Regions from separate parts of the Mus musculus genome. Here all the other regions are linked to region 1. Evidence: chromatin contacts called from public promoter capture Hi-C and targeted proximity ligation data. All regions are on one chromosome and are shown on one strand. The core of a region is the stretch at or near the end of the contact, and the rest is flanking DNA. Distances in the headings are between cores, read along the strand shown.

Region 1 (3,694 bases), core at 836-3,335:
TGTGGTGCATGCCATTAATCCCAGCACTGGGGAGGCAGAGATACGTGGCTGGATCTTTATGAGTTCAAGGCCAGCCTGGTCTACATAGTGAGTTCTAGGGCAGCCAAGGCTGCATAGGAAGACTGTGCCTCAAAATACAAAACAAAGGAAAGGCCAGGCGTGGTGGCGCACACCTTTAATTCCAGCACTGGGGAGGCAGAGGCAGGTGGATTTCTGAGTTCAAGGCCAGCCTGGTCTACAAAGTGAGTTCCAGGACAGCCAGGGCTATACAGAGAAACCCTGTCTCGGAAAACCAAAAACCAAACCAAAACAACCCCCCCCCCCAAAAAAAAAAAACCAAACCAAAACAAACCAAAACAAAGGAAAAAGCCGGCTGCACCAAGAAGACAGTGCTTTAGGATAGCTCCTTAGGGCAAGTGGGGGAGGGGCAGCTGATGAGAAACTGTTAGTGCTTTATCCAGAGGCTCTAGGCATGTCTAAGGCTACATTCTCTGTTTCTGAGACAGGGTTCCCTCTGTCACCTGCGTTTGTAGACCAGGGTGGCCCCCAACTCAGAGATCTGTCTGCCCCACTAGGACTGGGATTAAGGATCTGCACCATCATGCAGGCCTAACTTAAAGCCAAGCCAAGTCAGTGAGAACTTGGGAAGCACACAGTGGGGTTCATAGTGGACGCTATGCCTATGATCAGTTCATGTCGTCAAGTGAGGGAAGAATGACGGCTGAGTAGGCGATTTCCACCTAGGGGATGTGGCTGGAGGCTGCAAACTGCTGAGGAACCGCTATGAGAGCAGAGACCGGGAGTGGGCTACCTATACCTGTGTGCTGGGCTTCCACGTCTATGGTGAGCCAGGATCTGGAATCCGTTAGGAGGGCTGGGGAAACAAGGAAGAACCCATTCTGCCCTCAGAATCCTGGGCGTGTGCCACCTCGGGGTGGGGGTCATAGTGGCAAATCCAGGCTAGGAGGCCCCTTGGGATTGTCTGGAGCGCAGTGGCAACCTGAAGACCTGAAACACTGCAACTCTAGGTTGTGGTAGCAGCCTGACTCAGGCCACCTGTTGTGTTAGGTGTGTGGCCTGATGGCTCTGATGGGACAGACATCAACTCCCTTTGCCGCTCCCACAATGAACGGGTGGTGGCTGTGGCAGACGACTTCTGCAAAGTACACCTCTTTCAGTACCCATGTGCTCGAGCCAAGGTGAGGCTTCAGGGGACCATTGGGCCCAGGTGGGTAGGTTTGGTACCCTGCCATTGCTGCAACCAGTTGTTTTTTTTTTTTTTTTCTCTCATCTAGGCGCCAAGTCGTATGTACTCAGGCCATGGCAGCCATGTGACTAGTGTCCGGTTCACGCACGACGACTCATACCTTGTCTCCTTAGGTGGCAAGGATGCTAGCATCTTTCAGTGGCGAGTGCTGGGGGCAGGGAGCTCTGGGCCCGCTCCTGCCACACCATCTAGAACGCCCTCTCTGTCCCCTGCCTCCTCCCTGGACGTGTGATTGATGCTGGATGGTCTTGTCCCTCTGGTACTGTGGTCTGGCCCCACCCTGGCCAAAACCCCTAGGACCAAGGACAGTCTTTTCCTGTGCTGGCTTTTTCTTTGACTTCATACATTCCCAATTGCGCATTTTTCTGGAGGGGCTAACCACCCCACTGCACACAAAATAACAACAGACTTGCTGGCTGAGCCAGGCAACCCAGCTCCGACACCCTCTGCTCGGTGAGGGGCAATAAAAAGAAAAAAGTAACTGCCTGGTGCTTTTGTGCGGCGGGTCCCCTCAGGGGCCCAGTTGTGTTAGGATGAAAGAAAAAAGTGCAGGGCGGGAAGAGAAAAGGGAGTTCAGACCAAATATGCAAATAACAGGCAAAGCGGCTTGCAAATAACCTCAAGAAGAGTGAGGGCGCGCGCGCGCCTTTCGACGCCACTGCCGGGGAGCTGCTAGGACCCATAGTGCAAAGAGTTAATTCCGGCTCCTCACCGCCCTCAGGGGCGGGGTCGAGCTGCAACGGAAATAACCGAGCGCGAGGCCGCGGCTGAGCGAAAGGAGCCGAGTTCCTTCCGGAAGTGGCCGATCTGCGGGGTCTTGCTCTCCGACCTGAGCCGAGCGCTGGGCCTTGTTCTCCGGATCGGCCGAAGGTGTTCCGGAAGGAGGCGAACCCGGACGCGGGCAGGGCAAACCTTGCCAGCGGTTGGCACCGCACGACGTCTGCTGGGACTCGGTGAGGACGCTAGGAGCTGGAACCTCACTCCGGTCAGGCAGGAATCGAGCTCGTTCCGGAAGAAGCCGAGTAGACCGGAGCTGGCCTCGGTGTCCCGGCGTGAGGCTATAGCAGTGTCGTCGTCGCGCGGGCAGTGATGAGCCGCGGCGGCTGAGCGAGCAGAGGTGCCGGCTGCTCGGGCCCCATCGACACTTCCGCGAAGCGTCAGCCACGCGCTGGGGGCTTCGTCTGGAGCTGAGCTTTGCCCCCGCGAGCCTCCGGGACCTCTTTGTGTGGCCGGAGGCGGCGGCGGGAACGGCCATGGCGGCTAACATGTACCGGGTGGGAGGTGAGTACCCTGAGCGGAAGAGGCTGAGGCCGGGATCAGGGAGACTCGGTGTCCGCAGGCGCGGGGGAGCCACATCTGGGGTCGTGTGGGCCGCGGCACCGACCGGAACCGGAATCAAGAGCCATGGTTCCGCGGCGGCGACGCTATCGGGCGCAGAGTCTACCGCAGAGGCTTACCTGCAGCCGTAACGGTGCTCTTGAGACCTGTGACTGGATCGCCGGGCTGGAAGTGGCCTTGGCTTTGGAAGGGGCCCGAGTGACCCACCGTCCGGCCAGCCGCGCTAGGGGCTAGGCGCGCAGGGGTTTTCTTTTCTGTGGCGGCTTGTGCGTTCGCGAAGGTGGGGCCTGAACAGTTTACTCAATTCTCCTATACAAGGATGCAACTTGAGTGCAAAGTTGTATGGACTCCAGGGAAATTCTTGTTCTTGTTTCTTAAGTCTCACTTTTGAGTGAAGATCTGACTTTAGAACTGGGTGTTGCAGGGGTAGGGGGTAAAAACTCATTTCCTTTTTCTTCTTTTTTCCTTGTTTCTTTTTAGACAAGGTTTATTCTCTGTGTAGTCTTGGCTGTCCTGGGACTCATACTGTAGACCAGGCTGTCCTCGAACTCAGAGATCCGCCTGCCTCTGCCTCCTGACTGCTGGAATTAAAGGTGTGTGACACCACTGCCTGGCAAAGTATTTCCATAATATCTCTTTTCCTTCCTTCCTTTTTTTTTTTTTTTTTTTTCTTTTTTTCTCTCTTCTCTTCCCCCACCCCCCATTTCCTTTTTGAGGCAGGTTTCCCCCTTGTTTCTTTTGAGACAAGGTTTCTCTGTGTAACCCTGGCTGTCCTGGAACTTGAGCTGTAGACTTGGCTGGCTTTGAACCAAGAGCCTGCTTTGGTCTCCCAGACTGCTGGGATTAAACGCATATGCCACCACTGTCCAGCTAATGACTAGTACTTATTTTCTTAACTCTCTCCTCTTGCTCATCTCCACTTCATCTCTATCTAGAATTTTGTCTCATTTTGGTCCACACAGAGCGACTTTTTCATCTGGGTGCCCTCTCCTCTGATCCTCTTGTTTCTTCCCCACCTCCTACAGATTACGTCTATTTTGAGAACTCCTCCAGCAATCCTTACCTGGTTAGACGGATTGAGGAGCTCAA
Region 2 (3,694 bases), core at 530-3,029, 1.9 Mb before region 1:
GAACTGAAGTGACTTGGCCCATGGAGCCCAGCAGTGGTACAGGGTGAGGTCTAGGTGGCTGGGTGTTCAGCACTCTTGGGGTTCTTGCCCTAGACTCCTAACATCCCCAGCCCCTCTGTCCTGACCCATGTCAAGTCTCCAGCTTCGTCTGACATCCAGTTTCTGAGGGACTAACCCTCTTCCCACTTCTGCTTTCACAGCCTCTTTGGGCCCTGCTTCCGGCAGTTCCCTTCTGTCTCAACCCTGTTATTTGGCTGTGTTGGGGCTTGTCCTGCTCAGTCACTCTGGTCCGTCTTGGACTGCATACACATAGAGGGTTGGGTGGGTCTAGAAAACCTGCCTTCTATCCCTGTCCCAATTCCAGAGGCCTAGGACCCACACTCATGGTGAGATGCCTTCTGTCTCTGGCTATCGGGAGCTCATGGTGGGATGTCTTCCGGCTCTGACTATCGGGAGCTCATGGTGGGATGTCTTCCGGCTCTGACTATCGGGGCTTTCCTGCCATCCTCCCAGGAAGTGATAACTCTCATTCTCTGCTGGTAAAGTTGATGAGAAGCCTCATGGGGCCTTCTGGGTGACTGATATCGCCCTAGCCTACTCTGCCGTAACTTCCTGTGGGGGCAGGGCCTCTCACCCACTGTCAGCAGCCTGCCAAGTGGTTTGCTGGGGAGGAAATTTAGGAGAGTAGGTGCCAGGTCCCCAGGAACCTCCTAGCCATCCCTCAGGAACATAATAAGCCTCGGCACAGGCAAGACACACAGGGGACCATGTTGTCTGTCTCTTGGAGACTAGACAGAACCAGTAGGAGCTGGAGGAAGTATGGAGAGGGGAAGTTGAAGAAATACCTTCTTTGGAACCAAATAATTAAAGACTGTTGCCTGAGTCACTGTGACAAGGTTATGAGTAGAGGCGAGAATGGCCTAGAAAAGCCAGGGAGAGCTGTCATGACTGGATACATAGGGTCACGGGGACTCACTGATTTCCTCCACGATCTTCAGAAGTACCCCACCAATGTGCGACTCCCCCGTGACTCGGAGTGTGACAGACTGGGCCTCAGGGTCCTCCTCGCCCACAAACACCCTCAGCTCCCAGGAAGAGTCGATATAGTCCCCGGAGGCTGTCTTCATACCCGCCATGGCTGCGGCTGTTTCTGCTGAGACAAGGTGAGTAGACAGTGGGCTGCCTAGAAATAAGCAGGAGTCCTAGGGTACCCTGGGTAGGTGGGTAGGCTTTGGGGACACTGGTACAGAGAGCTACTGTGATCCAGTCAATATAAAACCCTCTTACTATCCTAAGTGTTTGGGCTGAAGAGACAGTTCCTTAGAGTCCACGTTGTCCTGCCAATTCAGGTTTCACAGGTGGGGACACCAAGGCCCAATACTCATTGTAAAGTACCCTGCTAGGTACCAGAACAGGTCAACTCTCCTACTCACAGTTCTGCCAGGCCCACCTATCTCAGAAACAAGTCCTGGCCCACAGCTCACAGCCAGTACTCTAACCCAAGCCTCTAGGGTGGTGGCAAGTGTGGCTGCTCTGCACAGAATGGCGGAGCAGGGGACAAGTGAGTCCTCCTGGGTCTTTCACTTACCTAGCCTGCAACGGGCTGCAGCTGCAGGTGGCAGTGGGACACCTGTTACCCTGGTCTGGCCTGGTCCTGCTCAGTTGCTTCCTTCAGAGGTCAGCCTGTAGTGGCCTTATCATGAAAGTTGTACTAGTCCCTCCCCAGGGCGGGCTGTTGCTGGGTACAGGAAGCACACTGCCAGCACGCAGAGGGCTCCACGGGGCCCTTGCTTTTGTTACCACAGGAAATGAGGGAAGAACAGTGCTGGGGTGACACCACAAAGTTCTCTTTACCCCACCCCCAGGCATCTACTGGTTGCACCTCCAGCCTGCTTTTTTCTTTTATTATTATTTTTTGTTGTTGTTCAAGACAGGGTTTCTCTGTATAGCCCTGGCTGTCTTGGAACTCACTCTGTAGACAAGGCTGGCCTCGAACTCAGAAATCCACCTGGCCCTGGTGGTGCTGGGTGCGCCACCACTGCCCGGCTCCAGCCTGCTCTTAGTGGGACTGTCTACAGTCAGCAGTGAAGTCCTTCCCACCTTTAAACAGGACTTGTTTCCAAACCTACCAGCCTTAAATCTGTCCAGTGACATGCTAGAGCCTCTCTGCCTCATAAAACCTCAATGTGATTTCCTCCAGGACCCTTTATCCCGTCTCTTTAGAGGGTTCTGGTGGTCCAACAGCCTCATGTCCATGCCAGGCACTGGGATGCAAATTGCTCTAAGGAACTGAGCAGGAACGTAGACTTTTCAGGGCAGCAGCCTACCATTAATGGACGTGGTTTTTTCTTTTTTCAGAAAGGGTTTCTGTGTAGCCTTGGCTGTCCCAGAACTCACTCTGCAGACCAGGCTGGCCTTGAACTCAGAGATCTGCCTGCTCTGCCCCAAGTGCTGGGATTAAGGGTATGTGCCAACCTCTCCTCCCAAGGTAAGGCTTTTTAAGTGTGACTAGGAGAGGCTGCTCTGAGGAGTCCTGGGGTTGGGACAGGAAGCTAGTTTAGGCTAACGTAAGACATAGTACAGCCTGGTGCTGGACTCAGCATCTTGCTAGCCCAGGAAGCAGTCTTTTGGGAGCAAATGAGGAAGTTCAGTGTTGGTCACAGTGTGGGAGGAAGATAGTGGTGTGGAGCTCAGGATTGGAGCAGCAGGAGCTGTTGTCAGTATTAGTCTCAGGCCTGCTTTCTGACCCACCTTGAGTCTAGGTTAGGTTCTAGTGTTGACCTAGCAGGTTCACTCTAAGACTGCACTGCACAGAACATCAACCCAAAGCTGATCAGAATGCAGGTAGGTCATCAGTTGTTGAGCGACACTTCCACCTAGTGGCCACCCTGACAAAGCAAACAGCTCACTCTTCAGCGACCTTTCTTTCAAGGCCATCAAGAAAAGGCTTTGTGTTGGCTTCCAATTCAGCACTACTGTGTCTTAAGAGAAGAAAGTCACTGGAGACCGTAGCAACATATAACCACGCCTGACTGGCTTCTTTATTGAGGAGGGACGTGGGTAAGAACAGGTGAAGACAGCTGGGACCCTAGGTTGGGAAGAACACCCTCCCCTCCCCGTATGCACCCACTGCCCCAAATAAAAAATAACCAACTATGGGGGAGCAGCCGAGACAGTGACGGGGAGGCTAGGACTGGGCAGGGAAGGACACTCGGATTGAGGGCAGCAGTGAAGAGACCATGCGTGTGCTGGGAGGGCCCGAGGTGGCGCTGGATGAGTCTGTCTTCCTTGTAGGCATGTATAAATATAAAGATAAGCCTTTCTTCTCCCCCCCTCTGCCCAGTGCTGCTCGCCACCTTCCCAGCTCGCCTTCCTCATTGGCGAAGGGAAGAGGGGGAAAAGCAAGTTATCACCGAATTGCGATGAGACCCACATCCATCAGCTTCTGGATCTTCTGCGCTATTACAGGATTCTTTAAGTGTCTAGGAGAAGAAGATACAGTTAACTGAACAAGTCTCCTTCCACCCAAGTTCCTCGGCTGCAGAGCATTCTCAAAGACCCTGCACATGCAAAAGTCCTTTTCACCAGACAGGACAGAAAGAACCTGCCTATGCTACTGTTTGTCTGCACAGCTGAAAGCCTAGCATAGTTGGCCTTCCCAACAGAAGCTTAGGCTATTAGACTAACAGAAAAA
Region 3 (3,694 bases), core at 387-2,886, 1.7 Mb after region 1:
TTCAGGTTCACTGGCCTGGCCGGCTCTCCCAACCATGGAGAAATGGTGTCAAGCAGGCTTTCTGGAAGCGGCTGTCAACAGTCCTCACTCTGACTTTGAGTTCTTACAAAATGAAGTATTTGCAAAACAAACAGCATTGAACCCCTATCATGTTGGGTGGCCCCCAAAGGTAGCACCTCAAGCAAGTCACCTGCAGGCACAGCTGTCGTCTGTCCTGATTCCTTTTGTAGTAGCTGTGCTAGAGGTAGGGGAGAGTGTGTGTGTGCAGGGCCTGGGTTGTGTCTCCAGCACAGCATAACACTGTGCACTTGCCAGGTAGAGGTGAGAGCTTACTCTTGACTACTTTGAGAGTTCTAGGACAGCACAGGGGACTTGAGACCTGAGTACCCAGGGACCCCATGAGGTAGTAAAGGGGAGGGAGTTCTGACCAATGGGGACAATGATGATCATTTTAGATCTAGAATATGAAATAGAAAAAGTGGGAGATCTTGATGAAATTCGATGACCCAAAAGAGAAACTTACAAGATGGAAGTCCCCCCTCAAAAATAAATAAATAAATAAATAAATAAAATTGCAACTCTGTTGACTGATTAGAACTTCTTGATTGTGGAAAGCTGGGATGTTACAGGGTCCAATTAACTGATAATTATTGTTATTCTCCTTAATAAATGTTGCTCACTTCTGTGCCTTACCTCATATCAATGTGATTATCGGGTAAACCTTTTGGGATGCACTAACTCAGCAGACCCCAAAGCTAAAATGTAATCAAATAGCACCTCAGACCCAAACAGAGATTTTCCCTAATTTCTCATTACCCACTGGCCTGATGGTCCCAGCAATGTATTTGTAAAATGCCTTGGGGTAGCCTTATTCTGTTACTGTACAGACTTCACAAAAGCACTTTTACATTGGAACATGTTATTTAAGGCAACCTGAACCTGTGTCCCATGTCATGGTCACTCTTTCTTGGCTCTCTCCTTCTCTTTGAGGTGAGATCCATTTTGGGTGGACAGAAGTCAGAGTCAAGTGAAGGTGGAGGCCTCTGACACTGAGCCTGGTATCACTTAGGGCCTTTGGACTTCTCGTTGTATGACCCAGCAATTACCATTTTGAAGAGGCCAATTTGTGCTGGTCTCTGCCACTAGCAACAAAAGTTCTAATGTATAACAAAGGGTGGCAGGGTTTTCTTAGGCTGGAAGCTAATCTAACCACTGCAGCCAAAGTGGAATGGCGTTCACCTCTCAGGGCTGGTTTGTTTCCATCCCTTCCTGAGGCTTGTCACTCTGGGCGAGTGAGGATGGATCAAGTCTGACGCTTACACACTCATCTACAGACGAGTAAGAGCAATCTACGGTCCTGACAAAGGGTGATTTTTTAGGAAAGCTCAGAGCTGTTAGCAGTGTCTGAAGGGGACTCAGGACCGCAGCCATTCTAGTCCTGAGGCCAAACTATAAAAAGGAGTGTGCGCAGCAGGCCGGGGATACCGTGGTGCAATAAGAGCCCATCTGGAGCCTCCCTTTGGAAGTTCCACGCTTGTCTCAGGATATTCAGAGCAAACGAAGGGACGCCTGCAAGTCTGCGCAGGCGTACTCGCAATGGGCGGAGTCCTACGGCGGGGGCGGGGCTAGGGGTGGTGCCTTCCCCCGCGCGGGCGGGGCCGAGTGGCCTTCCGCGGGTGTGGCGCCTGAAGCCACCAGCGTCTGAGTGCAGGTATCGTGGCCACCCCTAGGCCTACAAGGCAGGACACTCGGGGCGCGGCGGAGGGGCAGTGCGGCTCGTTCTCAGCTGGACGCGGGAGTAAGTCACATCCGGTAGAGGCGGGGCTCGTGGATCCCGGAAGTGCGGGCAGCGGCTGATTGCCCGCGGTAGCGGCGGCCCCGGTAGGTGAGCGCCGCTGGGGAAGGTCTCGGGCGGCGGCGGGCAGCGGCCTACCGTGCCGGGGGCGTTGCCGGCGAACTCAGAGATGGGTTTCCTGGCCGAAGCCGGCGATTGGGCGCGATGGGCGCGTGACTCCCCGCGGGCCTGCGCCCCTGCAGTGGGGTGGGAGGGATGGACGGTGGGAGGCTGTCCTCGCCGGTCGCCTCAGCCCCGCCCCCTCCCACCTATCCGCTAACGCCACGCAACCCTTCACCCTCTGTAGGAGTACCTTGTGGCCTTTGTGTCATTAAGAGCCTCTTTGCCCCTTGTACGGATTGGGAAACTGAGGCCTGTGTGTATTCTGACTTGCCCCTGCGATATAGTGGAGTTAGAGGGACTCTGGCCTTTGTCTTGCTGGCCTGTATCATTCCCCAGGTTAGCAATAGGTAAGGGTTCTTCCCCTTTCTTCTGGACCCCGACTTGAACTGTCCAGCATGGCTGAGCCATCCTTACTTCTGGGCCTTCCAGGTGTATGGTCCCAGCATGTGCCTGGTTCTGCTTTGTTTCTCCCCTCACAGCCGTTTAGGGGTGTTCTTTCACTTTTTTTTGGTGGGCCAAGACATTCCCAGAGATGTGTTTGAGTTACTGGTAGAGTGGACTATCATCAGGGTCACATTTCTTGAGTCCAGCCTATACCTTGTCAATCAGATTTGGGCTAGCCACCTTGAGCCAAGAAACTTCACGGATACCAGGGCTCCTTCATCGCTCCCTGCATATTTTCCAGGTGTCTCTACCAATAGCGTGCCACTCCACATTCAGTGACTGTCAGTCCTGCAGCTAGAAATGGTGGTGATAGAGGGACTTAGAAGGGAAAGACTCTTCTTTGCTTGGGGCCCAGGGAGGGCCCTGATCTGGGGATTGTGGAACTGAGGGCTGCTGGGTGAAATGGTGGACTCTGAAATGAGTCTTTGTTCTTGGCAGTCATAGTGCCCAGAAAAAAAAAAAAGCCTTTTTCGTAAGATTGTCTTGGAAATCTGGCCCAGTGCCTTTGTAATTTCCATTAAGTAGAAAACATGATGGAGTGCTTCAGTGGGGCTGTTTTCTGTTGCTGTTTTGCCAAGCAGTAGTTCTGATTGCTTGTGTGGCTGTCCTTGCTGGGTACTGTTTTGGGGGTGTTTTACACTGGTTACTGGATATAGAGAACACCTCTGAGTGACTGGTGACCCGTTTACAGAATTGGCTACTATCAACCAATGAGTGGCTGTTAGATTTTTTTTTTTTAACAAAGCAAATGAGTCTTTAACTCTAATACTGCCTTCCAGACGCCTCAGTTGCCCTAATATGTTGGAGCTTAAGAATTATCTGCGGTCATTCTGGTTGAAAATGCAGAGCCCCCATCTCTGGAGAGTCTTGTGATGTTAGCTGGCTGGCGCCCCAGGAGTTTGTTTTTAACACATACACTGACTGGGTGATTCCGGTCTTAATGCATATTTGTAGATTTGCTGGGCCACTGGAGCTTGAGGTGGTCACTCAAGATTCTTGTTGCCTTTTGCTTATTGCTTTGACATGTGCTAGTGTGCCATTAACAGGACTTTGAGATAAATAGACATATGACTCATTCCTGGACACTTTGGCTCGCAGTAGTGGGGTTTTTCCAGTCTGACCAATGAGGTCATTGAGGACCTGTATTAGAGCAGTTGGATTGCTGTTGTGGGTGGTGGGGGTGGGGCTGGGGGGGGTGGGTTGTGTTAGAAGTTTCCTCTTGGGATCTGGAGTTCCTGAAAGGTTCTGATCTGTCCCTACCCAGCTTGCCCTGTGACGCAGGTTTCAGTAATG
Region 4 (3,694 bases), core at 891-3,390, 1.7 Mb before region 1:
TAGGAACAACTGCTTCAAGTTATGCAGGTGGGGCATGGAGGCTGGGGTGGGGACTGATGAGAGTAATGGGAGTATTCCAGATCTGATCCAATGAAGGTAATTCAAGTCTCTGCTGCTTTGAGTTTTAGGCCAGGAGACACTCTGATGGGAGTTGTGAGAAACATCTCCACAGTATGAGCAATAGATGGGGACTCAAAGGAAGCCCAGTGTATCTGGGCCCCATGACTTCAGTGCCACCAATGAATAAGTACAGAACCTGAGGCATGTCACCCTCTTAGGGCTTTGTCTGCAGTGGCTGATTCTGGGCAAAGAGTTAATGAGTAATACTAGAAACTTGATTTCATTTAGCTTCAACAACAGCAGGGGCCTGCAACTGCTCACTAAAATTGAAGTTAAATATGCCAAAGTCTCTCAGCCTTGATTTTCTTCATATTGAATAAAAATTACTGTCTGAACTATGACAAATGCTTTGGAAGGTTTTGAGGTTTTTGTGAAGACTGAACTCAGGGCCTCACATATGTTAAGCATACACTCTACTACGGAGCTATGTAACCCCAGGCCCCTCAAGTTTTGTTTTGACATTGATCCCAAAATAAGTGTTTTGTCACAAGCTAGACTACTTTTGTCTAATAAGCTGATTTGTTTGTGAGAGAGGGAAAAAAAAAAATCTAGGTTAGTGACAGTAGGGACAAACCCAAAGGAATAAAAATAGCACCAATCTATTTTAGATCACTGAAGTGAGGCTGAGAATATAAGCAAAATAGCAGCTACTGCTTAAAGGCACCTAGTGGGCTATTTACATCCATTTTCTCATTTAATCTTCATCACTATCCTAAGAGGAGGTCACGTGCATCGCACAAATAGGAATAAAACCAAGCCAGGCCTCATCACCTGCAGGGTCATGCCACTAGCCGTTAAAGATGGGGCTGCCACTGAGGCACATCTAGTTTCAAAGTCAGGACTCGCTAAAAGTGTTGCAAATTCCACACGAACCCTATGATCAGAGAGTTACATTTTTAGGAGGGTGCTTTTGCCCAACCCTAGATCTGCATATCCCAGGAAAGGCCATGGAAATGCATCTTCTTGCTGTCAGACCATAACAGGTGGTTACTATACATCCAGGCTGGGACTATAACCAGCCCATCCCCCCTACTCATCTGTACACCTCCACCCCCTCTTCCATTGCAAGCCACCTGCAGTAACAAGACTAAGAACAATCCAACTTCTAAGATCCATTTTACTGCAGCCAGAAGCTGAACGGGCATGCCTGTGTGGTAAGGAAGACTACGTTTCATCTGAAGCAGGAAGAAGCTGGTAGCAGACGGTTCAAAAGTGTAGGGGAACTGGCTGGGCAGAGACTTGAGCAGTGGGAAGCAGATTCCATCGAGACTCCGGAGTCACCGGATGGGGTCCAGCGCCCAAGCCATATCAATGTGACCTTGGCCATACGCCTTCTTGCCTCCCTGCCTCAGTTCCCTACAAGTTCGGGTAGCAGGAAACCGCTAGGACCGTGACAGCCAGATGATGGGTGTCTTCAAGGAGCAAGGGGCTAATATCAGGGACGCAGCAGGGGCTCGGGAGTGGGGAGGCCTTCTAGGGGGTCAGAGAGGCAGGAAGGGGCACGAAGAGAACGGAGTGGGGGGCGGGGGGGAGAAGAGGGCTCCCAGAGAATTTCTGGGCTAGGCTCAACGCCGGGACCTTTACAACGAGGCGTGGGGAACTCTTGTCAAGTGGGGGCCGGGGGTCACGTGAGACTGTAAGGGGTCAGGGTCACGTGAGGGGGTTCACGAAACAATGAGGACGCAGAGGGTGAACGGCAGCTGTGGACTTCCCATTACTTCTCCAGCCTCACTTACCCCCATGGTGGCGGCGGCGGCGACGGCGGCGGCCCTCGGCTCCCCTCTCGCACTTGCCCGTAGGGAGGTGGCAACGGCGGAACCCGAGCGACAGCGAAGCGGCCGGCCGCGCACTACGCATGCGTCTCACAAATCCCCCGCGCGTCCTAGAGGGCCCCGCGCCGGCGCAGAACCGGACCAGAGTGGGCGGCGAGCGCGAAGGCGCGCAGGTGGAACGGTTGCCGTGCGCGCGGAAGGCCTGAGAACAGAAAGGCGGGAGGCGCGGCAGAGCGTCGCGCTAGGAATGACGCGCACGCGCCGGCCCCGCCCCCTCGACGGTCCGCGTCTGTAACTATGGCAACGACCACGCGGAGCGGAAGGGCGCGCGCCGGCCTGGAGCAAGCTAGCCTCGGAGCCACTTGGTGGGCGGTGGTGCGGGCTGCCTTCGCTGAGGCGCGCAGGCACAGCCAAAAGTCTGGAAGCATTCTGACTTCTAGAAGCTGACCCTTGGCATGCCTTTTCTAACAAGTCCTGTTATACCCATTCATCCTTCTCAACATTCGTTCACACGGCATTAACATGCACATACATTGTGCTGAACCCAGAGGATACAGAAGTTTGTGTCCTAAAGGAGCTTGTAACTCCTGTGTAACTAAAGACCTCAGGTGTTCTGGGTCCTATTTTTTTCAGTTTGAGCAGACATCTGGGTAGTGTGACCTCCACATGACCTGCATGGGAATCACCTAGGGAGATAGAGCAGTTTGCAAACCCTTGGGACTAACCCTGAAATCTGGGGTGGAGGCGGGAATCAAAATCTTAGCTTTCTTGGTTTTTTTTTGTTTGGTTGGTTGGTTTTTGTTGTTGTTGTTGTTTTTGTTTTGCTTGGTTTGGCTTAGGTTGGCCTCCTTGACCCTGCCAGCCCTGTACTGAGGGTCAAATTCATGGTTTCACACATGATAGAGTTCTGTCATTGAGCTACAACCCCTACTCCAGAGTCTCTATTAGCGCGGGCACACACACACACAAAATTAGAACGCCCTGGCTCCAGTCTTAAATTTAAAATTTTCAGATTTTAATCATTATCCTACGTTTATTGCTCAGAGAAGTTGTAGCCCTGGCAACGTGCAGCGAGTGCCTACTGCAGTGGTAGGCACTGTTTCAGGCAGCAAAGAAAACAATACCAAGCTGAGTGTGGTGGCTCCTACCTGTGATCCAAGTACTATGGAAGCAGAGGTTGGAGGACCATGGGGCTTGAGAGACAGCTCAGAGGTTAAGAGCAATGGCTACCCATCTAAAAGAACCAGGTTCCTAGGACTCATGGCAGCTTAGAACTATATATAACTCCAGGTACAAGGGATCTAACACAGTCACACAGACACAGTCAGGCGATCCCAGCATTTGGGAGGCAGAGGCAAGTGGATCTCATTAGTTTGAGGCCAGCTTGGTCTATAGACCAAGTTCCAGGACAGCCAGGGCTACGCAGAGAAATCCTAGCTTGAAAGACCTAAATAAATAAAATCTCAAAAAATTTAAAAAAGAAAAGAGAGAGAGAGAGAAGGAAAGAAATAGTATCAAACAGGAAAAAGATCTGCTGGTATTTTCTAGAAAGGAGATAATAAGCCAGTTAAATAAATAATAAAAGAATAGTATGTGCCCTGGGTACCATGAAGGAAAAGAAAGCCTGTCAGGAAAGGATTTATAATTGTATCTAGGATGCTTGGGGAAGATAACACGAGGTGGTGGTAGTTGAGCCAAGATCTTTAGGGAGTCAGAGAGCAAGTCATGAAGCTACCTGGGAGCAGGGCAGGGCATTCCAGGAGGGGGGGTGGTGTCAAACAGTCCCTGACTTTCCCTGCAGG
Region 5 (3,694 bases), core at 857-3,356, 1.6 Mb after region 1:
GCTCTGAGAAGGAGTTGACGAACAGGTCATAGGACAGCAACAGGAACTGCAGGGAGAGCACCAGGCTGTAGTTACCGGTCTGGAGCATCTTCTGCCTGATTTGTGGGACTCCCAAGGGTACATTCCACAGTTCCGAAGAAAATGACTACTGGTTTTCTCTCTGCCCAGAACTCCAGGAGAGATGTTTAGTTTTTCCAAATCGGAGCTGTTTCCTTGGCTCTAATGCAAGGACCTGTTTGGAGGGGAAAGAGGTAAGAAAGGGAGGAAGGGCAAGGAAGGCAATATTAGAAGTCTAGCAATAAACATTGGTATGCAAAACACCATTCTAGGTGATCAGGGTATATTAGTTAAAACCAATTATCAAAACAAAAACCCAGCTAAAGCCAGGCATAGTGGCACACACCTATAATCACAATATTCAGGAACCTAAAACAGGAGGATTAAGAGTCTGAGGCCAGCTTGGGTTATGAGAGCCAAGATTCTTCACCAAACAAGACAAACCCAAACCCATCCCAACTCCACCCCACTGCACCATAACTTGTCATTCATTCTAGAGACTCATTAACAGCAAATTTTTCTCCATGTCTGGATCCTTCTTAATGCATGGCGCTTTTTTTTTTTTTTTTGGAACCAGATCTTGCTATGTAGCCCAAGCTCATCTTAACTTCTTGATCCTCCTGCCCTGATCCTCAGGGTAAACCCTGAGAGCCTGTTCTACAGGAATTTACCCACACCTGACAAATACACAACTCTAACCAAGAATATTTAGGGTTACTACAGAGCAGTGACAGCCTGGTCACATAATAGTAGTAATGGTAGTAAATAAAACCCTTATATATTTCATGCAACACTCTAGGAACTGTTTCAATCACAGATGTTATTAAAATCTTATAATAACCTCATAAGGTAGAAAATCAATTCTTATTTCCCTCAATTCCTAGATGAGAAAACTGAGGCTCAGCAAAGGTAACTAATTAGACCAAGATTCCACAGCTGGTAGGTGGCAGAGTGGTATTCTAAGAGGCACTATACAACCAGCCTATTTCATAATTTATAGAGTGCTATCTAAGTAGGTGAGAAATATGTCCTCATAGAAATGGACAGTGTCACATACAGAAGGAGTTGAGAAGACAAAGTACTCTCCTAGAGGAACTTTATAAAGGTTATGACAGAAACACTGAGGCAGCAAGTGAGGGGAGCATATTTATAACTTTACTTGATCCCTGGACTTGAAAAGCAGCCATTTTAGTGCATATAACCCTCATTTTGCAAAGGTTCTGAGGGGTCCGGAACCCGTCCACCTTCCGCGGTGGAAAAGCCCCGTGGTTTTCTTTTCTTTTCTTTCTCTCTCTCTCTCTCTCTCTCTCTCTCTCTCTCTCTTTAAATATATGAATGTAACTTCTCTGGGCTTGAGTTTTCACACAATATCTCTCTAGGTACCAGCGCCATGATAATCTTGTTAACCAAGAGAATTTACTTTAATCCTCATAACAATCTGCAAGGTAGGAAAGAATTATCCCCTGGCTATAGGCAAGGACGCATAAATAGAGTCATTTCCTCCAGCTCGCAAATGAGTAGAGTCAAACGCACCACTTGGTAAGGCTCTACCAAGGGCATCCGTTAGGCAGAAACGCCCCTCGCTCTGGCTACGCGGTCGAGCACCCTCCAGTTTAACACGGTTTTCCTCACCAGTCCCAATCCGCTCACAGACCGAAAGGCCTCGGCAAAAGACTCATAGCAAAAGCAATAGCAACACAAAATTCTGACTTCCAGCCACTCTATGATCCCCAGCATCTACACGCACCTCAAGGAACCGACGTCGGTTGTCATGGGAACACTCGCTCGGCTTCCGGAAGCTGGCTTTAAATTCCGGAAGTAGATTGCTAATTGCCCGCCATGTTAGGGTCTTTGCTTTCTCAGGCTCTCCCTGTGACCGGTTCTTCTATCTTGCCTCGCTGAGGGCCGACCCTAGCGTGAGGTTGTTAACCCCAGCATTTCACCTGTCTCTGGACGGGGTCTGTGGTTAGAGACAAGGCTGATAGGACGCAGCGCTCCTAGGAATCGGACCGCTCAGGAACGCGCCCCTTAGCTTGCAAACCCCATTTCCCAGACGCCCCAGCTCACCCCCGGAAGTGGCCGAGCCTATAAAAATCTCACTTAGCGCCCTCTGTAGCGGATGCCGTGGTCTGCAGACTTGCTGGAAAGTCAGTTCTCCGAGGTTCAAGAGGAGCCTAGGGAGTGGCAGCTCTCGCTGACCGGCGGGTCCCAGAGACCTGCCCCCAAGGTGTCCCACTGTGTGGCTAAGGGTGGGATAGAACCCGGGCTGGGAGAGCCGGGTTATGGGTTCCAGTGGTGGTTCCGCCGCTTCCTTGCTTCGCTCTGTCTTACCTCGGCGTTCAGCCTATTTTTCCTCGTAAGAATTGGACACTTTTCCGTGCCCCTTCCATACCGCAGGTGGTGTTCGTAGAGGCTCTCACGCTTTTCAAAAGGCGTCTCATCTAAGACTTGCTAGAACCAACCTGACTAAAGGAGTCACCGTCATACCCCCCTTGCACCTGGAGTAAATCTGACTGTCCGAAGGACGAAGGACCGGTCTGTGAGCACTTGTGCTAAGGTGGACTTTATTCACACTCCTGAGTGGAATATTATTTGTCACTCACTCCTGAGTCCTGCCGTTTGGAGGGGCTGCCTTTGGAAATGAGTTCTGGGAACTGAACACAGGAACTGGGTGCCTGTACCAGGCTTGCCATTTGCCTGACCGAGTTACTCTTCTTTGGATCCCGGCGCTGCAGTACTTTTGAATTGTAAGATGCAGGTTTATAGGATTTGCACTCTAAATCTGGTCCCCAGAATTCTTAGTGTCCCTCCGTCTTTGAGGAGGAAACAACTAACTCTGCCCTTTGGTCTTTTTGTTTGTAGCTCTAACTTCTAAAAGTAACTGTGTTTGGAGTACAGCCTTTTCCTGAGAGTAATGGAAGGTTCACTTCTTAACCCAGGGACTGATTCTGTTTTAGCTCAGCCTATGAGAATCCTTTAGCCAGTGAATTGAGGAAAACATTAAATAGAGGTTCGGTACACTTCTTAAATCAAGGTAGATAAACTACACCCCATACATCTAACCCTGAGTGGCTTTTACATATTTAAACTATTGGGGCAGAGGGATCATATTGTGTGAAATGTGAAAATCATGTAAAACTTAGACATCAGTGTCTGTGGTGTTAACGAGGCACAGCCATGCTCATTTGTTGAGATACCCTTCCTGGCTACTCTTATATTACACCAGCCAAGAATGAATATAGTTGTGACAGAGGCTTCAAGCCCAAACAGCCTAAAGAGTCTGTGGACTCCCTCCTTGAGCATGGGGCTCAGCCAAGCAAGGACAGGAGACCCGGCAGTGGTGAGCATGTCTGGTGTCTTAGTACAAACTGCTCTCTCAGTGCAAGTGAGAGCGTAGTCTCAGCCTTTGCCTGCGTTCTTTTCCTTGCTTTTGCTATTTTAGGAAAAGAGAGGGCTTATTTGTGAACTGTAGACAGCAATGTAACTAACTTTCCGGCCTTCTGTCAGAAAAGTGTCCCATCTGTTCTAAGCCTGTGGCAAAGTGCTAGTCCAGGACTTGTAACTGGAGTGATGCGGGTTGGTTTGGAATGTTTTGCCTTTCCTTTTCATCAAATGTGTCTGTATGTGAATGTTATGT
Region 6 (3,694 bases), core at 628-3,127, 1.3 Mb after region 1:
GTGTCAGTCAAGTCATATTAATGTGTTAAATGTACAATAAAAGGATTTTCTAATATGCAATTTATTAAGGTTATCTTGCTCGCCCAATGTTAGTGTGTCCACACCATAAGAAAGTCCTGTCAAGGGCTGGTGAGATGGCTCAGTGGGTAAGAGCACCCGACTGCTCTTCCGAAGGTCCAGAGTTCAAATCCCAGCAACCACATGGTGGCTCACAACCATCTGTAACGAGATCTGATTCCCTCTTCTGGAGTGTCTGAAGACAGCTACAATGTACTTACATATAATAAATAAATAAATCTTAAAAAAAAAAAAAAAAAAAAAAAAAGAAAGTCCTGTCAATTGTTCTAATTTGTTCCCAGTCTTACTTCACTGTGTCTTTTCTGAAGCCCAAGTGGCCCTGTATAGTCCCCTTCCTTCCTGACTACAAACACCTCAGCACACGTTACTTGTATAGCACAGAAGCCTAGTGAAGAGGCCTGCTTCTCTCTTTGGTCTTCTTCCTGCCCTCCTTCCTTACTTCTTCCTGGTTCGTATTACTGTGGTTCCTCTAAGAATACAAGCAGCAAAAACTCAGTCTTAAGGCTAAAGACTGTAGCTCTCCCTGGTACAGTGGCTTGCCTAGCATGCATGGAGTCCCATGTTGAATCCTCAGACCAGAAATCAAATAAAAAACTCATCCTTGAATCTGGTATTCTGTGTGTGGGTATAACAATGGGGACTGAGCTAGAGCCCTCACTCCTGCTAGCAAGTGCTCTACATCTTCAAGATTGTGTAACACAAGTCACTTCTGAGTTGTTAAATAAGAATGAATAACCATTTCTGCCTTGCAGAACCGGTCAACCAAAAACCCAGATGGAATACACACATCACCAGATGCCGTGCCATGTTCCCTAGTCAACCATATGGTTCACACCTCACTTACTACGTTGCTAGAATGAATACAGGCTATTACCACCCATCATGTCACACAGAGGGAAACCTGTTCTGTCCTGATAGTCTCAGTCCCGCCTCCACAGGACCTTCCAGATAGCAAAGCCTTAAATGAAATGGCTGCAGGCAGGATAAAAACACACCTAGTTCCCCTGCTCCCCACTCCCCAGAGGCCTACTGATTAATCACCGTATTAACTGGGCCCCACTGTTCTACGGAGTCTTCCAGACTTCCCTTCACCAGAAATGTCCTTGGGGCTTTTCCAACACCTGCCTCAGTCAGAAATACAAGAAAGCACTGTCTCTGGATGTCAGCAGAACATGAACCCATTTCCTTATTAAAGGCACAGAACTTCCCCGCTCCATACTCCTCACAAGGGCCCTAGGATGAACACGCTCTGGTCTCTGAGTCCTCACTGGAAGGAGGGTACTACCTTCTTCCTACCGGCGAAGAGGAATGTTCGGAGCAGAGCGAATGGCCCAAGCCCGGGCTGCCCGGTGCTGTTCCCGCGGCTCTGCCGCTTTCAGAGACGCTTCCGCGAGACCTCACCCCGTCTCGAGTGCACGAGCCTTAAGCAGCTAGCAGTGGTTTGGAGTCCACAGCGTTCTCTGGACAGTCCCGAGCCCGTTCTTTCAGTATCGTTCCCAGCTTCGCCGCCTTCCAAAGCCCGCGCTCTCGTCACGTGATCTGCCAGGCGCGAACAGCCTCCTGGGAAATGTAGTGTATGCCCCACCAGGTCCGATAGCAGCTTTCATAGTGGGCGTTCTTTCTGGGGAAAAAATGAATTAAAACCTAAACTTCACACCACCCTTTCCCACAGTCCGACTCCATGCTACTCACAGCAGGTCCGCATAGTCCTAGTTCCCGTTACTCCTGAGAACATGGGACTACAAGTCCCACAATGCCACGCGCAAGGGACCACATCCTTTTCCTGTTGCTCAGTGCGCTTGCTCCTGCCGACGTGTTCTTCCGGTGGCGGATCGGTGGTTTATCCTGTGCGGGGCAAAATGGTGAGATGATGGGAGTTAACGGACAGTGCTGTGGCCAGGACCTAGGGCTCTTGTGTGCCCGGTCCTCACCGCGTTCTTCCGCGGAGGCCTCAGTATGGAGTGCCCGGTGGGTGGGACGCCGCTGAAACTCTAGTTTGAGTTAGGGACGGGAAAGCAAGCCCCTTACCGTGTATTCCTCAGGCTGAGGTTTCCATCACAATGTGCTTATGATGTTGTTGACTATAATTCTGAAGGTCACAGGGTGCACTTTGAAAACCTTCGCGTTTTTATTTTTCTTTCTTATGATCAGTTATCTCTATCTGGAAGGATTCCCTTGCTGAAATCTTACTTATCCCGCAAGGCCCTTGTATAAATACCATTTCCTGGTAAAACACTTGTAACTCTCATAGGTACTTGTCTTGTCTTCTGGGAGCTCTCAGTCTGTACACACCTCTTGCCACGTTTCCTGGACTTCTTTTTTTTAATCTGCCACGCCTCCTAGTGACCACCATCTGACGTGCATCTAGTTCTGGGATGATGTCTATTCGTCTTTGTATTCCTGTTGCCCAACACTGGGCCTGCATTTGGAGGTTCCATAAATGGCAGCGATTGTCCTTGGCTCTTTTAGGGGGGAAGGGGGACATAATTGTTTACTGAATTGAATTCCTGTGTCTCCTAGAACAATGGGCTCAGTCTACTTCTCTGGAGTTGTTATGTTCTGGACTTTAGAAACATTGGCAAGAAAGTGACAATGGAAGTTAACATTTGTACAGAACTTTACGTTTATAGCCCTTTCACAGGGATTATCTCATCGTCTTCTCTGCAACTTTAGGAAGGAAACAAATACCTATTGAGCAGTTACTCTGTGCCGGGCAGTAAACTAGATGTGTCAACATTCATCTTTCTCCAATCATGCATCAGCCCTGTGACACAAACAGTGTTATAACTACTTAACTCAGACTGAGGATTCAGTAGGGCCAGAATTATCCCAATTGTCTTCTGCCAGGAGATCCCCGTGGCTCCCCCCTAAGGCAATGAAAAGCAGTACTCCTACATTAGAATTTGAGCTGTCTGTACTAGTGTAGGCTCCGGCTTCCTGTACAAATTAACGGCTTAGAGTCTGGACACAGATCCAAAAGCAGTGGGAATTGTGGGCAAGCGTTTTTCTTTAGGTGTCTTCCCCCAGACAGATCCATGACTTACATAGTGATCATTAGCTAGAAACCCCTAAGAGCCATTATCCTCTGACTCTTAGCTGCTCTTATCTCACTGAAAGTGGCTGCTGCCATTCTTTGTTGTTATTGTTGTTTGTTTTATTTCCCAGTGTTGGGGATCACACTTAAGACTTCATGCATGCTAGGCAAATGTTCTACCACAAAGCCTGCCACGTCCCTACTTTTAAGATGTGATGTAGAGCTAGGAGATGGCTCATGGGCAAAGGGTTTGGTGTGCAAGCCTGATAGCCTGAGTTGGATCCTAGAACCCACATTACTTTTTAAAATCCAGGTGTGGCCAGGCGATGGTGGTGCATGACTTTAATCCCAGCATTCAGAAGGCAGAGGCCGTCAGATCTCTGTGAGTTTGGGGCTAACCTGGTCTATAGAGTGAGTTCTAGGACAGTCAAAGCTACCCAGAGAAACCCCGTCTCAAAACCAAACAAACAAAAGCCAGATGTGGTAACCCCAGAACTCACACACCGCAAGATGGAAAATGGACACAAGAGAAATGTCCAGAAGCCTTAGGGCTGCTTACCCTGGAATGCGTGTTACAGTGAC
Region 7 (3,694 bases), core at 727-3,226, 1.1 Mb after region 1:
TGGACTCTTTTTGTGTCGTCTTTTCCTCCTTCCCCTAGATGGTGACCAGAGCAAGGAACAGGAAAAGAGCATTTGCTTCAGGCTTAGGTGAAGGGCTCAAGTCAACACAAATATGTTGATATCTGCTTTGGCCAGACCCTAAGCTGGGCTGGATTGGGTGGAGGAACATAGCCCAAGGGTTGGTCCTTGCTCAGGAGAAGCCTGGTAAATATCACCCTATAGTGAGGGAAGGACGTAGAAGACCTGGGCTGAGAGATTCTGTCAGATGAAAAGGATGCTATGGAGAGCTGTCTAGGTTCTCCATGGAGAAGATGCCAACCATGGGCAAAGACGTGGATTCCACTCACCAAGTCTTTGTTCCTATAAGCTGAGATAGGAGCATCTTGTCTTTCTTTAGAATACTTTATTACGTGTGTATGTTCATTTGTGGATTTCTACACACTCATGCAGGTGCCCACAGAGGCCAAAAGAGGGAAGAAGAGGGCATAGGATTCCCCTGTAGCTGGAGTCAGAGTTTTGAATTGCCTGATATGGGTGCTGGGAACCACACGTGGGTCCTCTGTAAGTGCAATGCATACCCTTTCTGGCTGAGCCATCTCCAGCCTAACTCTTTTTCTGTGTTGTGTTGTGTTGTGTTGTTTGGGGGGGGGGGTTCTTTTGTTGTTGCAGGGTTTTATTTTGGTTTGTTTTTTTGGCTTTTTGAGACAGAGTTTTTCTGTGTAACAGTCCTAGCTGTCCTGGAACTCACATTGTAGAGCAGGCTGGCCTTGAACTCAGAGATCTTGCCTGTCTTTGCCTCCAGAATGCTGGGATTAAAGGTGTGTGCCACCACACCCTGGCTTTTCTGTTTTGAAAAGAGCCACTATTAGTTGGTGAAGATGGGTCCTAGGCAAGTCAAGGTTCTGGCAGTAGAGGTCCTTTAAAGCAGGTCTCCCATTCTCCTACCATTTACCATACTGGAATTCCATAAGCCAAGCGTGTGGTCGTAGTCACTGAGGGAGCTGAGGAGAAAGTATTAGTTCAGCCCAGAAGCTGGAGACCAATCTAGGTGGTACATGACCAACACCCTCAGAGAAGAGGGGGCTAAGGGAAAGGAGAGAGGGAGGCTGGGGTTCCAGCCTGGAGAATTTCTTCGTTTCACGTGGTCCTTAGCAGTTCAGAAGGGGCGGCTGTTGTGTAGATGGATGAGTGAAATGTGTTCTTACAAGCCCAGGGAGCACTGTAGACGCTGCCTGTGGGAGCTGGTCTAGCAGTACTCAAGGAGAGGTTGACTATGGGCTCTACTTATTGGATCCTGATCTGAGGCTGAACTTCATTCAGGTCAGTGGTTAGAGCCAGGATAAAAGGAGGGCATAGGAACTGAGGGACAGGTGACTAAGCTTTTTACAAATCTTTTTTTAAGTACCTGGGACAGACAGGTGCTAGCGAAGTTGGCAGAGACGTCTCCTGTGCTTAGGATGGCTTGAAAGGCAGGGACGAACAGAGTATTCAGAGATGCAAGAGGAGGGACCTGGAAGTAGAGCTGGTAAGATTGGGCCAAGGTAGCGCTCTCTTAGCTTAAACTGCTCAACGAATGATAACTTGTTCAGGGTCTGCCCCGCCCCCTTCCCAGAAGCCCAGTGTCAATCAGGGATTGATGCCATCTAAGAGCTCCAGAGACCGGTAACAGGGCTAGAAGTCTGAATGAGGGTACAGGAGCTGTTTGTCCACTTTGAGTGACAATCTGAGCGAGAAACAGAGCTGAGACCACCCCCGAGAGCCATTGTAGGTTCTCAAACAAGGGTGGACCAAAAGTGCAAGGCAGAAAGTGATAGGGAAAGGCGGAGGCCAGCTCTGGATGCAAGATGATGGAACCAGTCCCGTTCACTCTGGCGGGTCATTGTCCCCAGGCAGCAAGAGGGACAGGGCTGGGCCGGCAAAGGGGCGGGACCGGGCACGTGGCCTGGGGCCCGCCTCTCAGACACGTGACCCGCCCAGGGCAGGGGAAGGGCTCCGGTGGGGCGGAGCCGCAAACCCAGGGCGGCCAGCGGGACAGACTGGCGGTGGAGCGATTGACAGGCGGCAGGGCAGCTCTGGGGCCCCCGGCAGAGTTGGCGGCGCGCGAGGACGCGGCTACGGCGGAGACGCTGGGATGTGGAGCGGGTAGGTCCCTGCACGCCGGTGGCTCTGCGCTCCGTCTGGGCCGTGCTGGCCTCCTGGGATGGGTGAACAGGGGCTCACTGCTGTTGTTTGCACCCCACTTGGGAGATAATCTGTACTCTCAGCCCTGCCTGCAGCAGCGAGGTGCATTGTAGCATGAGGACACACTGCAGCCCGAGAGCTGAAAGGACCTTGGCAGGACCGATCTGAGTTGCCCCAGGGTGAGAAGGGTGACCCCCTCCAACTCCTAGCTCCAGTGGAGTGCATGAGAGAAGTGGTAGTGGGGGTGGTGCATAGTAGTATGCATACCTCAAAAGTAAATCTGGGGCACGTATTTAAAGGAGAGCACACCCATGAACTCTGGAGAAGCAGTGCAGTTGAGAAAGCTAGCTGTGTCTCTCCAAGGTCCATCCCTAGCTAGTTGACTAGAACCTTCTGATTCAAGATGTGAGGTGGGTGGTACCTTCCCACAGTCTGGAGGGAGATAGGCACAGACCCTGAGTCCTGGGTGAACCCCTTTCCCACCCCTCATCCTCACTTCCATCTGTTAGGGCCATCGGTTCTTGAAGCTGACTCCTGTTCTTGGCCAGTCTAATAGGAGGAGACCTTGCTCCCTGTTCACATAGGTTGATGTTCTTTCTTGTCTAAATAGACAAACGCCTCCTCCTTCCAGGACTGCAAAGACTAGGTCTTGCGGTTGTTCCTGCTAAGGACTGTTTCAGGATAGGCAGAGGATAGGCGGAAGGAGGAGAGCCCTGGGGAGGGGAACAGGTGAGATCTATTTACTCTCACGGACCCCAGCTGATTGGAGTCGAAATGCTAGGGGAACCATGCAGCTTCGACACGGCCAGGGCACTAGAACTGAGCTCCTGTGGGGTGTGGGCTGGCTTGATCTTTTAGAGGGAGCAGAAGTCAGCCTGTGTTTCTTGGAGAGTTGCTCCAGGGAAGGAGGCTAGCTAGGCTTGGGAAGTGTTTTGGGTGGGTTCCTGGTGCCTGCCTCTGGTGGAGGCAATTGTGCTTGGAGGAATGCATGTGCCTGGGGCTGTGTGTTTGAGGAGCAGCCTGGTCTGAAGGAAGCTGTGAGCCTTTCTGCTGGGTGGACCGAGACAATTGCTGTATGGCCCTCAGGGTAACAACACCCCCTTCTCTGGGTTGGAGCCAGCTTGAGCACTTTGGGGGAGGAGGAGGGTCAGAGGAGATGTCAGGTGTCCTGTCTCTCTCTGTATTCCCAGGTCTCTCACTGAACCTGGAACTTGTTGAGCCAAGCTGGTGGCGAGTATATGCCAGTGATTCTCACGGTGCTGTGTCCCCTCGCAGTGCTGAGCTTGCTGGTGCATATGATGACCACACTGGGATCTGAACTTGGGTCCTCAGGCTTACACAGAGAGCCTTCTTACCCACTGAGCCGTCTTCCCAGCCCTTGGACATAGGGATCCGAGTCTGAGTGTCTAGAATGTTCTGGGGACTTAGGGGCCTTGGAGCACTCCACTCCCTGCAGAAGGTGAGAGGGACCATGCTCCGGGTCATGTCAGCTCTAAGAGGTATATCCTAGGAG

What was found. Promoter capture Hi-C pulls out the DNA fragments that hold promoters and counts their contacts. Capture Hi-C pulls out chosen DNA fragments and counts their contacts.
Region 2: a promoter capture Hi-C map of pancreatic islet shows a contact between it and region 1. A contact is called at or near these places in 2 of 39 promoter capture datasets (the C10 cell line and cranial neural crest), 3 of 130 datasets of targeted methods (acute myeloid leukemia, large pre-B cells and microglia) and 1 of 9 other capture datasets (pancreatic islet).
Region 3: a targeted proximity ligation map of pancreatic cancer cells shows a contact between it and region 1. A contact is called at or near these places in 3 of 39 promoter capture datasets (cranial neural crest, hippocampal neurons and liver) and 1 of 130 datasets of targeted methods (pancreatic cancer cells).
Region 4: a targeted proximity ligation map of pancreatic cancer cells shows a contact between it and region 1. A contact is called at or near these places in 1 of 39 promoter capture datasets (embryonic stem cells) and 1 of 130 datasets of targeted methods (pancreatic cancer cells).
Region 5: a contact with region 1 is called in a promoter capture Hi-C map of erythroid cells, with 3 times the contacts expected there. A contact is called at or near these places in 5 of 39 promoter capture datasets (the 3T3-L1 cell line, cranial neural crest, erythroid cells and 2 more), 1 of 484 Hi-C or Micro-C datasets (B cells) and 3 of 9 other capture datasets (adipose tissue, liver and pancreatic islet).
Region 6: a promoter capture Hi-C map of embryonic stem cells shows a contact between it and region 1, with 3 times the contacts expected there. A contact is called at or near these places in 2 of 39 promoter capture datasets (cranial neural crest and embryonic stem cells) and 1 of 130 datasets of targeted methods (embryonic stem cells).
Region 7: a contact with region 1 is called in a targeted proximity ligation map of embryonic stem cells, with 7 read pairs. A contact is called at or near these places in 2 of 39 promoter capture datasets (cranial neural crest and hippocampal neurons) and 4 of 130 datasets of targeted methods (embryonic stem cells, extraembryonic endoderm stem cells, large pre-B cells and 1 more).

What each region holds. Positions count from the first base shown.
Region 1 is chr19:8,939,835-8,943,528 of GRCm38.p6, forward strand. It overlaps Mta2 (metastasis-associated gene family, member 2), which reads left to right and starts at 2,086. Exons shown (of 18, transcript NM_011842.3): 1 at 2,086-2,548; 2 at 3,631-3,694. The coding sequence starts at 2,521. It overlaps Eml3 (echinoderm microtubule associated protein like 3), which reads left to right. Exons shown (of 22, transcript NM_144872.1): 20 at 745-843; 21 at 1,069-1,199; 22 at 1,296-1,748. The coding sequence ends at 1,499. Gm10353 (predicted gene 10353) reads right to left here and starts at 2,556. Exons shown (of 4, transcript NR_165499.1): 1 at 818-2,556.
Region 2 is chr19:7,017,690-7,021,383 of GRCm38.p6, forward strand. Fermt3 (fermitin family member 3) reads right to left here and starts at 1,780. Exons shown (of 15, transcript NM_153795.2): 1 at 1,589-1,780; 2 at 977-1,150. The coding sequence starts at 1,136. Stip1 (stress-induced phosphoprotein 1) reads right to left here. Exons shown (of 14, transcript NM_016737.2): 14 at 3,007-3,482. The coding sequence ends at 3,410.
Region 3 is chr19:10,687,099-10,690,792 of GRCm38.p6, forward strand. Vps37c (vacuolar protein sorting 37C) reads left to right here and starts at 1,637. Exons shown (of 5, transcript NM_181403.3): 1 at 1,637-1,881.
Region 4 is chr19:7,239,082-7,242,775 of GRCm38.p6, forward strand. Naa40 (N(alpha)-acetyltransferase 40, NatD catalytic subunit) reads right to left here and starts at 2,141. Exons shown (of 8, transcript NM_027643.1): 1 at 1,857-2,141. The coding sequence starts at 1,862.
Region 5 is chr19:10,575,280-10,578,973 of GRCm38.p6, forward strand. It overlaps Tmem138 (transmembrane protein 138), which reads right to left and starts at 2,107. Exons shown (of 5, transcript NM_028411.4): 1 at 1,805-2,107; 2 at 1-232. The coding sequence starts at 88. It overlaps Cyb561a3 (cytochrome b561 family, member A3), which reads left to right and starts at 1,878. Exons shown (of 8, transcript NM_201351.2): 1 at 1,878-2,804.
Region 6 is chr19:10,202,325-10,206,018 of GRCm38.p6, forward strand. Tmem258 (transmembrane protein 258) reads left to right here and starts at 1,878. Exons shown (of 4, transcript NM_026919.1): 1 at 1,878-1,940. The coding sequence starts at 1,938. It overlaps Fen1 (flap structure specific endonuclease 1), which reads right to left and starts at 2,069. Exons shown (of 3, transcript NM_007999.6): 1 at 1,771-2,069; 2 at 1,364-1,695.
Region 7 is chr19:10,016,218-10,019,911 of GRCm38.p6, forward strand. It overlaps Rab3il1 (RAB3A interacting protein (rabin3)-like 1), which reads left to right and starts at 1,977. Exons shown (of 10, transcript NM_144538.3): 1 at 1,977-2,142. The coding sequence starts at 2,132.